3 separate regions of the Mus musculus genome follow, and all the other regions are linked to region 1. Evidence: chromatin contacts called from public Hi-C and HiChIP or PLAC-seq data. All regions are on one chromosome and are shown on one strand. The core of a region is the stretch at or near the end of the contact, and the rest is flanking DNA. Distances in the headings are between cores, read along the strand shown.

Evidence for each region. Hi-C and Micro-C count contacts between places; a contact is called where the count stands out from the background. HiChIP or PLAC-seq counts read pairs in DNA pulled down with a chosen protein or histone mark.
Region 2: a contact with region 1 is called in a Hi-C map of embryonic stem cells, with 1.6 times the contacts expected there. The contact joins two enhancer-like sites. A contact is called at or near these places in 5 of 484 Hi-C or Micro-C datasets (the G1E-ER4 cell line, cortical glia, embryonic stem cells and 1 more) and 2 of 115 datasets of contacts at active chromatin or transcription factors (both in embryonic stem cells).
Region 3: a contact with region 1 is called in an H3K27ac HiChIP or PLAC-seq map of embryonic stem cells, with 7 read pairs. The contact joins two enhancer-like sites. A contact is called at or near these places in 1 of 15 datasets of contacts at CTCF or cohesin (the NIH/3T3 cell line), 4 of 484 Hi-C or Micro-C datasets (double positive thymocytes, embryonic stem cells and uterus) and 3 of 115 datasets of contacts at active chromatin or transcription factors (all in embryonic stem cells).

What each region holds. Positions count from the first base shown.
Region 1 is chr3:14,998,326-15,002,077 of GRCm38.p6, reverse strand. A930001A20Rik (RIKEN cDNA A930001A20 gene) reads right to left here. Exons shown (of 4, transcript NR_040550.1): 4 at 1-208. Among named protein-coding and RNA genes, the nearest start is that of A930001A20Rik, 29 kb to the right of the region's middle. Within about 2 kb of position 2,002, at least 28 of the 459 cell types and tissues checked have an H3K27ac peak or open chromatin away from gene starts, as enhancers often do. A contact at or near this core is called in embryonic stem cells, where this site is marked.
Region 2 is chr3:15,228,811-15,232,562 of GRCm38.p6, reverse strand. No RefSeq gene overlaps it. Among named protein-coding and RNA genes, the nearest start is that of Gm33819, 73 kb to the right of the region's middle. Within about 2 kb of position 1,837, at least 16 of the 459 cell types and tissues checked have an H3K27ac peak or open chromatin away from gene starts, as enhancers often do. A contact at or near this core is called in embryonic stem cells, where this site is marked.
Region 3 is chr3:15,158,489-15,162,240 of GRCm38.p6, reverse strand. No RefSeq gene overlaps it. Among named protein-coding and RNA genes, the nearest start is that of Gm33819, 3.1 kb to the right of the region's middle. Within about 2 kb of position 2,055, at least 14 of the 459 cell types and tissues checked have an H3K27ac peak or open chromatin away from gene starts, as enhancers often do. A contact at or near this core is called in embryonic stem cells, where this site is marked.

The DNA.
Region 1 (3,752 bases), core at 753-3,252:
CTAATGATGGCCCCACAGTGCTATATAACTCCATGACTGAGAAGAGCTACTGGGTACTAATCCATGGTGAGTCAAGTTTTAGTATGGATCCTCACATCGAAAGGAAGGTTTGTTTTGTACTTAGATTTACAAGCAATTTTTTTGTTGTTGTTGAAATCATTTCCAATTTTCTTCATGTCCAGGATTTCGTTCCATGTTTTTCAAAGTCCTGAAAAGAAATAAAATGTTGTCAATTTTCTATAGCAATGTCTTCCATATTTGTAAGTTTCTTTGAACAGAGCCGTATATATTGTTATTCTCTCACTTCTGTTCCCATGATGCCAGTCACTCAGTACAGAGGAAGTCTTGAAAACTAGTAACTGAATTTTAGTTGAAGGAACTAGTCATTCTATTTTCATGGTGAAATGGTCAGATATGGAAGCAGGACATTATGGCATGACAGAGATATGAGGACATTTTTTCTTCTAGGCATGATCCTGGTAGAAACTAATTAAGTTGCTCTCCTAAGCTAAAGAGACCCAGTGCTGCCAGAATGACCAGGCTGTTGAGATGAACAAGCTGGCCACAGATTTTAGTTGAATATCCGGGATGGCTAACACTTGGTAATTTTCCATTGGACATGGACACAGTCTTAGATTTTCTTATTTCAGAGCATCCTGGCCTTGTGCTAGAAGGGCTAAGGGCAACCAACACTGTTAAGTAATTTTTGAAGCACAGCTCAGAATTGTCTTATGATAGAGCTGAAAGACTTTCAGTGCTTGAATTGTTTGGGATAAGGGGAGGAGGGATAAGGTACGAGAATATTGTCAATAAACATGGATTAGTACCATTCAGCACTGGATTAAGCTCACACTGTAGTACAGTCATAGGTAATGCATTTTTCTTTCTTTTTTTCTTTTTAATTTTCAAAAATGTGTTCACTTTATACCCCACTCACTGTCCCCACCCCCCATCCCTGACCTTCTCATATGAGAGGATGGCAGCCCCCTGGGTGTCCTCCTACCCTAGCACTAGATAATGCATTTTAATGATTAACATGTTTGCATGATGAACTCAGTAATCTCTGATTCAAAGATGAGGAGCTGAGGTGTAAGACTCTGACAAGCCTTATCTGTAGGTGGCCAATTGTAAGTAGGTCCATCCTGTGGAATGTGTCTATATGCTCTGGGCCTTCCCCACCCGCAGGTGGCAGATGGTTGGTAACCCAGCCCCCCCCACCTCCCTCCCCGCTGTGGTCTGAGGAATGTTAATTAGCCTCTCCCTTCCAGAGTGCCTAATTGTTATGCGACCTTTCTCTTCCTGGAGGAGAGGGAGGGGTCTGGTGAAATTTTCCAAAGGTCTTGAACTGTCCCTAAGGGGACAGACACAAGACACTAAGTCTCTTATTCAGTCACCCATCAGGTATATATCAGCTCCACTGATAAATCAATGGATGCTTCTAGCAAGTAAAATATATTACTATAGTCTATGGTAGACATGTTACCTTAACTGGAACAAGATAAGGCTCCAGAGATCATCTGTGTCCCCAGATCTTATGAAAATACTAAGATACAGTAGAGGACTCTGGGTCAGTGACTGTTCTTTGAAGACTCAAGGTTTATTTAACACCAGAGAGAATATGGTGGCTGTTCAGAAATGAATGAAAGAATATCTGGGGCCACCCAGAAAAACAAAGAGGCCTACTTTAAGGCATTTGGGGAAGGTGGGAGGAAGTGAATAGGGAATGTAGAGGAGGTGTATCTTTGATACATTCACTGAATGGGCAGAGAGTCCCATAGCTCTTTGATGTCTGAACTTTGCAAACTCAGAAGCTATTTGCCTCTTCCTGTAGCTCCAGGAATCCCAGGATCAACTGAGACAAACAGGCTGCCAGAGTGAGTGTCCAAGTCTCTAGGTGTTAGAATTTTTTTCCTGGAAGTTCAGAAGCCCAGGTAGCCACAGACTCATAGAATGTTCCCAGTAGGGTGCCTGCTAGCCTGGAGGAAGGCAGAGAGTGGTGTTTTGATTAGTGTTAGAATACAATTGAAGGCCCACTACAGAAAAGCTTCATCTCCTAGTCAAAAGAATGTACCTCCCTGTGGAGCCTTGCATTGTTTCCTCCTCTTAGAGTTAATACAGTTGGGAAGATCATTGACCTAGCCATGTTACCACACCCTCAGGAGCATGAATTCACCTTAAAGATGATAAAGACATAGTGACAATGTACTTTTCTTTCCAAGAACTTCTGTCTGTAAAAGCTGTCATGAGATTCTTTTGGATCTGTTCATTATTTTGAGCCCTGTCCCCTGCTGTAACTTTCTTTTCTATCTCTTTATTTAAGATGATGAACAGCCTAGGTATATTTTTCTAACCACTTTGGACTACCTTAATCTTGTTTTAAAGTTCACTGTGTAGCTGGTCTAAACCAGCTGTGAACTCTATTAGCTACAGCCAAAATGAGCCCATTGGTGTAATGTTGACATGACTTTTATGGAGGCAGCGAACCATTTCCTAATTGGATGTGAGGCATACCTACTACTGTAAACATTGTCAAAACCCCATGTCTGAAGAAGTCTTAGACCCTGGAGGGGAACCTAATCCTACAGAAATATTTGAGTGTCTTAGAATGATGGAGACTTTCTCTTCCTAGGGAGGTAAGGATTCAGGAAAACTCCACCCTGAGCCAGGAGCTTTCAGATTGTCTTATAAATTTGAAGGATGAGAAGATGCACCTTACCCTCAAGGGGCTTAAGGTCCCAGGGAGTGGGGAGTTCTGACGGGGTAAGGTGAGGTGGGGTGGGAAGTGGGGACATCCTCTTGCATCTGGGGGACTGGGAATGGGATAAGGAACTGTTGGAGGGCAGAATGGGAGGGGGATAACAACTAGATTGTAAAAAAAAAAAAAAAAGATTAAAGATAATTAAAATAAAAACAAACAAACAAATAAATAAATTTGAAGGATGAAATTTACAGATCACAAGAAGTAGTTTTAGAACAAAGTTTATTAAAAGATTTATGAATATTAACAAAAGAGAGAAAGAGTAAGAACAGAGCTCTTATATACCAGGATGGGTTTCACAAATCATGTATATTATCTGGGATCTTTTTAAAGGATTATGACAGAAATTAGAGTGAGGTTGGTATCCAAGTACCTCATCTCACTTCCAGTCACCTAGGCATGTACAGACTTTTGGCAGAGATGCTCATTTAGAAACAACAACAACAAAAATGGAACCAGAGACTAACAAATACTTTAGTACTGAAAAGGTCAGCTCAGGAACTTTAGAAAATTCCACTGGACCCCTCCCCTCCTGGAAGTGAAAGGTCATAAAGAACACAGGCACCCCTCCTCTCCAGAAGGGAGGGGCTAATTACATTCCTTCGACCACAGGGAGGAAGGACTGAACTTGTAGACACTTTCTGAGACCATTGACCATTCACTTCATTCGCTAGAGACCAATTAGTTTAAAAGTCACACTGTTCTGCCAATCACATTGAGCCTAATGGCTGCTGCCTGGAGAACTGTATAAAGGCTTGCTGGATGGGTTGTGCATGGTCATTCTCTCTCCATGTGCAGGGCAACCCCAACATGTTAGAACAATAAATTCCTCTTGCTTTTTACATCAATTCCCAACTCTGTGTCATTCACTCAGGGAGTCCTGGTAAGCTAAGGATCACCAGAGTCTTACAACACTAGTCAGGGTAAAACATGGATTCTAGAGGAGAACCTAATGTGGCCACCTTCCAAAACTAATGCAATCTCTAACTACATT
Region 2 (3,752 bases), core at 588-3,087, 230 kb before region 1:
TGTAAGCTTAGTGTGCCTTTGTTTGTTTGTTTGTTTGTTTTTGTTTGTTTGTTTTGCCTTTTCAAGACAGGGTATCATAGTTCTGGCTGTCCTGGAACTCAGTGTGTGGATTAGGCTGCTTAAATTCACAAAGATTTTCCTGCCTTTTCTTTCTGAGGACTGGAATAAAAGGTGTGCACCACTGGATCCAGCTGGAAACCTAGCATATTAGACTGGAGTTGTGGAGGAGCTTCGGACACTGATTCACGGCAATTGACAAATTGTACTTGGATAAGGATGTACTATGTACATCTTTAGAAGTCGTTCAGCAATGTCCAGTTTTGCTTAACTTTCTTCTCCAACTGTAAATGCTGAAGGTCATTTTCACTAAGATTTGTGTTAGTTACATATTATAACCCACCTCCAAACTTAGTGGCTTAAAGCCACGTGTTTACATTTGTATGGGTCAGAATTTGGGGATTAGCTCAGTTAGGCAATTTTGGATAGACGCGGGACACCTGTACACTAAATCACAGCCCTGAGAGTTCAGTAAGAATTACAAGCATCACACACAGCCTCCCTCTTTTCTTAAACTGATTCTCAGTACAGCAGACTCCAAGAGCCCAGGCAGAAGAACTGGTTTGCTCCCAATACAGATAACAAAGAGCACTGCAGCCTGGCATCTAGAGTACTTATCCATTCAATTTGCGTGCGTTTTGCAAGTTTCAGTCATGTGCCAGACAGTTTCCTAAAAAAGTGGAACACAGCCACGGGGAAAGTCGTTTCTCCTTTTGAGAAAAAAAAAAGAACAATTATAATCACAATGTCATACTTTTTAGAAGATATCATGTAATATCTAGGAACTAGGTCAGGCAGAAACAAAAGAATTTTTTAAATTCCTTCTTAAAGGATGACTTGAGCAAGAGAAGCTCTTTGATCTCATATTACTGTGGTACATACCAAAGGCTGGCGATGTTAACTGACAGGCACATGGGATGTGTTTATAATAATGGCCCTTTTGTGGTAAGAGAATGATTAAGGGTTTTCTAAGGAGCAAAATTACATGTAGCAGCATAGCAGAGACCTCAACAAAGATGTGGATAGACAAGTAAGAATTTGAGTTTTCTGGAAAACAATTACAATAAGAAATGTTATTAAAAGAGAAAATGTAGCAGTATTGACCTTGTGCGACTCCTCATATCTCTTATTCTATATTTCTAGCATAGCATACACGCGCATAATTTTCAAGTGTGGTGTGGATGCTAAGGAGGTGCTCCCTATCCAGCACCTTCCTCTGTCTCTGTCTCTGTCTCTCTGTCCTTGTCTCTCTCTTTCTCTCTCTCTGATATATATATAGTGTTTATAAATTGTACTTTCACTTTTACATTATAGAAATTTATTCAAATAAAGTAGGAAATGTAGTAGAAATTTCATTCTCAGAGGTAAAAATGTTCTTTGGATAAACTGATATTGTTCCACGTTCCACGTTCCACTGAGTTGTGAAAACTCTGCCTGACACTCAGACGCTAGTCTACACTTACCTTATGCCCACTGTCCAGTGATGGACTCTCAGGAAACACTGATCAGCTCAGGTGGCAGGAAAACACAGCCAAAGATGTGGGAAGCTGAAGCTGGGGGTTCCCAAGCTCCCAGGTGTCCAGTCGCCGCTGAACACCAGAGTTGGGAACGAAGGAGGCCAACAGGTACCTCAAGGAGTCCCAAACTCCTGGAGATACCACTGTGTCGTGAGAAGGAGGGAAGCGAAGAAGGCTGTGGGCTGAGGACAAGGCCTAGGCCACGGGGAATGAGGGACTCCAGCTTAGCTCGCCTGCAATTGCTCTTGGCTTAGCAGTGATTATCTAGGAGTGTGGAGAGGCCTTCTGCAGGAGGCAGACTGTGCGGCTCTGTAGGCAAAGGGTTTCTCCATGGCGATTCTTGATTTTAAAAAAAAAGTGTCTTTGGCTCCAAACTGTTTATTGATTGTTCGTCGTGAAAAATAGGTGCATACCACCTCCTTAAGGAGGACCAGAGATTAAATAACTTTTGCAGGAAGGGATGTCCAAGAAGGGAAGCTTATGGGCTAAACCCTCGGGGCCTCTAAATACTCAATTAGCGTGGAGAATTCTATCCTGATCTACATGAATAAAGCTCACATTCCTATGTAACGAGTATCCTGATCTACATGAATAAAGCTCACATTCCTATGTAACGAGTGTGGTCACCTGGCAAGAGCCTAGTCAGAAGCAGGTGAAGCTCCTGCCTTCCTCTCAGAGTTTCTATAGTTTCCAACTCACTCAACCATTCCAAGTTTCCTAGCACAGTCCACTGTCCCACAAACATATGAGACATCATTTCCTCACAGTTATATTAATTGAACTTTTATTATACACGTTGTTTTTCTTAGTATGATTTCATAGTAGCTCGGAAATAATAGTTTTATTGTGAAACTTATGGCAAGTATAATTGAATTCCCGACTCATCAACACTACTGACAAAAGAGTTACCTAAGTTCAGAAGTATTGTAGGAAAAACTATTTCCATTGGGAAGACCACCGAAACATACATTCTCTCTCTCTCTCTCTCTCTCTCTCTCTCTCTCTCTCTCTCTCTCTCTCTCTCCCCTGTGTGTATGTGTCTGTCCTGCTGTCCTGTTTGTCTGTCTATGTGTCTTGTGTGTCTCTGTGTGTCTCTGTGTGTTTCCCTCTAAAGAAACAATAGTTCTAACAATATGAACTAACCAGTACCCCCAGAGCTCCCTGGGACTAAACCACCAATCAAAGAAAACACATGGTGGGACTCATGGCTCTAGATGCATATGTAGCAGAGGATGGCCTAGTTAGTCATCAATGGAAGGAAAGGCCCTTGGTCCTGTGAAGGTTCTATTCCCTAGTATAGGGGAAAGACAGGGCCAGGAAGTGAGAGTAGGTGGGTTGGTGAGCAGAGGGAAGGGGGAGGAGATAGGGGATTTTTGGAGGGGAAACTATGAAAGGGGATAACATTTGAAATGTAAATAAAGGAAATAATAAAAAAGAAATGCAAAAAAAGAAACAATAGTTCTGGTTTAAAATTACGTATATATGCATTTAGACTTATAATTAAATAGTTTAAAATGTCCATGTTTGGAACTCATGGGTCTTAAACATATTCCAAAAGCATAATGCTGCTCCTATTAAGTCACATATCAGAACAGCAAACATATACAGAAAAAAGCTGGTATTCTTATATGAATAACAGAGAGGTCAGGGGTGTTGTTACCAATCTTTAAGGCAATAATATTTTTCCCACAAAATTCACAGAGGTTCCCACATTTCATGGAACTTGATTAAATTACTGCTGCTTCTTGGCACCTACCAATAATAAGGTCCACTCAAATAAAAAGACAAAAAAAAAAAATTGGTGTTTTCCTAGGTCTGGTTGACTGCTGAAAGACAGATTCAGTGACAAAGCTGGCTGGTTCTCTAAAACTGGTCTCTATCACCAAGCTCTAGCCAAGCTAGAGGATGTTCTTTTATTTGTCTGTTTATTTTTGAGACTGTGTCTTCCTTGCTAAGTACTCCAGGCTGGACTTAATCTCATGGTGCTCCTACTTCAGCCTCTTGAGTGCTGGAATAACAGATGATTGCCACCAAACCCAGAAATGATTTGTCTTCTGCCTCTCTTCCTTTTACTCAGCTGGTGAGTCATTCATAAACCTGAAGCCCCATCTATCACAGAATTTTTTTTTGTTTCTCCTGCAACCTCTGGTTGGACTTTCCCCTTCCTCTGAGCAAGCA
Region 3 (3,752 bases), core at 806-3,305, 160 kb before region 1:
AGACTTTGTGTGCCCCGGTACAGGGGAACGCCAGGGCCAAAGGGGGGGAGTGGGTGGGTAGGGGAGTGGGGGTGGGTGGGTAAGGGGGACTTTTGGTATAGCATTGGAAATGTAAATGAGCTAAATACCTAATAAAAAATGGAAAAAAAAATAAAAAATAAAAAAAAAAAAAAGAAAGTTTGGTAATGAAAGGAAAAAAAAAAAAAAGAAGGCTCTGAGGATAATTTTCTATATTTATTTGTATAGCTGTGGTGTCACTTATAGAAATGAAAAACTTAGGGACAAGCACATCTCTGCAGTTGTGTAGAAGACACATAAATTTTGAGGTAATTTAGTGTGGGGAAATAAAGCTGAATATGGGTAGGATGCAGAAGAAACTTGAAACAACAAGAAATGAGTGAAGAAACTTAGAGTTAGAAGAGCTCGACAGTTAGGACAAAGCATTGACAAGCACCAACATGCAAAGCTTAAAAGTGGGAGGAGAAACCACCAGGGACACAGAGGAAGAACAACATCACATATACACCCAGATCCACTTGAATGGTGGCAATCCTTTGGTTCTGTTTGTGAAGAACCAAAGTAACATGTGTTTACTCAGGTCTTACATTTGGTCTCCTATAGCTTCTCTATGTTCTTCTACATTGCTCCACATTTCCTATGTTTCACCCCAGATTGTGTCAGAAATTTAGGCTGGAAAAGAAAAGTCCAAGTTCATGGGTTATAATAGGTAGGGAAGAGTAAATATAAAATTATCAGATCATGTTTACTCTATGTATTTACTATGTGCCTGGACTGCTTAGACATTTGTCAGGAAAAGCAAAAATTTAAGTCTTAATCTTGATAAGGAAGGGGAAAGAAAGAAATGGAAAGAGAGAGGAGCAGACAAAAGGGGAAAAGAAAGAGGGAGATATTAAGCAATGATGGTTTTTGATTAGATTAAATATACTTCAAGTGTAGCTCAAAGTCACATTAGAAAGACTGCCTTTGAAACTGTTACTAATTAAATTATTAGTATAATCATCATACTGAGAGTCATTTCAGGGATAAATAAAATTCTCAGGTAAAATTGTAGAAAATTGTATAGCCTCTGGAAAATATGTACAAGTTCCAGAGGTGATGTCTGCCTTAGCAGCCGAATATAACGACCTAGTGTAACAAAGGACCATGATGGCTTCAACAAATAATCAAACATTGCTTATCTCTTAATGACTTCTTTCTCTTTTCCCTCAGCATACCTGGATTGATGTTTGGTAAACTAACCAAGGAGATTCCTATGACCTTGGGAATCCATCTTCACTGAGATTATTGTGGATCCAAGAACCAAACAAAGGTAAAGAAAAGAAACAGGATCAGTGGACATAGATCTATGGGTAACTGTCTAAATGCTGTTGGACCCAGTTCACTTCTGTGTCTTATTTTTGTGGAATTTTGCCACAGTAGACAACTGTAATGAATTCAAATGCAACCTAAGAAATATTTTTTTGTTTGTGTCTTGTTCCTTGTCTGCTTGCTTTGTTTATTACAGAATCTATTTCCAGCAAATCATGTAGTGGTACCTAACAATTCCTGCATGGTGTTTAAACCATTGTGTAGTGGCCCCATGCTATGTCATGGTGCTGTGTGCATTTTGGGAGTGCCAGCTGTGTTTCTGCATCCTTAGCTTCCTCGCTTTCAGAGTGTCCAGACTCTACTGCATACCAGACTGGAAGGCTGAAGCAGAGTATGAAATGGGAGGGGTTCTACAGGATCCTGCTCTGGCTGGCAGGGAGTATAGGGGGTAAGGGGGTGAGGGAAAAAGGCCTTATCTGAGAGTCTTCAATGAAACAGTTCTATCAGACAATCTTAGCTTGTGTATATCCCTTTATTCTTATGCATATCTCTTTATTTGGGGTGGGCTTGTATGTGTACACTTATTTGGGGTAAACCAGGGATATATATGGACTTTGGGGAGTGGGAATTAGTTTTCAGAGTAAATGAAAATCACTGGCTAGAGTTTACAGTTCTATGAAGCCCTCCTTTGGATGGAGAAGCATTCCAGGAATTCCAGGTACTTGCTGGACTGGTTCTTATCTGGAAAAGAGGAAGTTGAAAAGAGGAAGGTCACTCAAGGACTACTCAACCCCCCCACACCGCCCCACCCCCACCCCCACTCCCCAGTAGACAGTGGGTGCCGCAGACCCTCTGGGTCCCTGTGTCTGCGTGGAACGGGGTCTCTCGACACGGGTGGGCAAAGCGTGGATGAATGACAGACAGACACACACACAGGAGAGTTTGTGTGGAATCTGAATGTAATTTTTCAAATCGAACATCAGACTTTTTATGCAGAAGACAACAAGGTAGTTGGGTGACATACCCACAAGGTACAAATGAGGTAACCGGATGCTTAATGACTCTTACACAGAACAGAGGAAATGAAAACGCAAAGACTGGCAGGAACTAGGCAATAAAATAACTGAGACAGAGTCAGCTCTATCTAAGGTCAGCTATAGTCTTAGAAGCCAGGTGTGAGAACTTTTCACTTCTAGGGCAAGGGCTTTCACACCCAAGTCATGGTTCTAACTAGGGAGTTCCGTTCTAGCTAACCATCTCATAAATAATGCAGTACTCTAAAACCACAGCCGGATCTACTTCCTAAACCATTGTAAATTCCTGTATATAGGTGTAATTTAGCTATAATTCTAAATATCTATTCTGGTTTCTCCTACGGTCAGAAACTTCTTACTTCCTTAGTGATGGTAAATTCCTGTGAAGGGCAGTGACCTAACTTTTCCTCAAAGAGATAGTGTAATACCAGGGGCAGTACTGAATTCCAAGCCCAAGGTCTTGCTAAGGACGAACTAGGACTGTTGGAACACTGGCGGACGGCTTTAGCTATGTCAGAATTCAATCTTAAAAGGCACTTATGATAGGAAAATATTGAAAGAAAGCACGTGGATCCATGCACTAGACTAATGCGGGAATGGAACGCAGGAATGAAAAATTACTGTATGGGTAGGGAACGCTAGACTCCAGGAGGAGAGCTTCCTTGAAACTCTTTTGCCTCATGAGTGACTTTTAAGCTTTTCAGCTTGTCCAGTTGACTCGACCGGAGAGCGGAGAGCGTAGCAAGTGGGGGTTTGGGCTGCCCAGACAAGGTCAGAGAAGAAGTCCTGCTGGTAAAGTGACTCACCCAGTTTGTTCAGAGCTCAGAGAGCTATCTGGACAATAGTAGACTGAGAGTTTATTTAGCAGAGTCCAACATCATGGTTGCTCTTGTGACAGGTGGAATACAGCAGAAGGGTTGGGTGGGATATCTGTACTTAGAGGATATCAGGACCTGGATTTTTAAAATTATCTTATTCCATCTTTTGGACCGATCACTCAGAAGCCATATCCAATATTGTAAGGTCTGTGGAGCTCTTTGTGTGGAGGCTACAGACAACACAATACAGTAGCTATATAAAAGAACCATCTGGGAATTGGATCCTTCATGCCTTTTGTACATCTTGCAATTACATTGTAATGCCCAGAAAGAGTAAACCAGACCAGAAGAGTAAGCTGTTCCCAGGCTTTCAACTCTCAGAAAACATGTCATGCAATAAATGTTTGTTTTGTGTTTCTTTTGACATGTTAAAGGACAACAGTATTATCTTTCTTTCTTTTTTGTCCCAATGCTGACATTGTGTTGACTCTCTTGGATTTTGTAGTCTTAGTCCTGCAAAAGTACACAACCAATGGAGAAAATAAAAAATGCCAAGGTCTGAAATTAGACA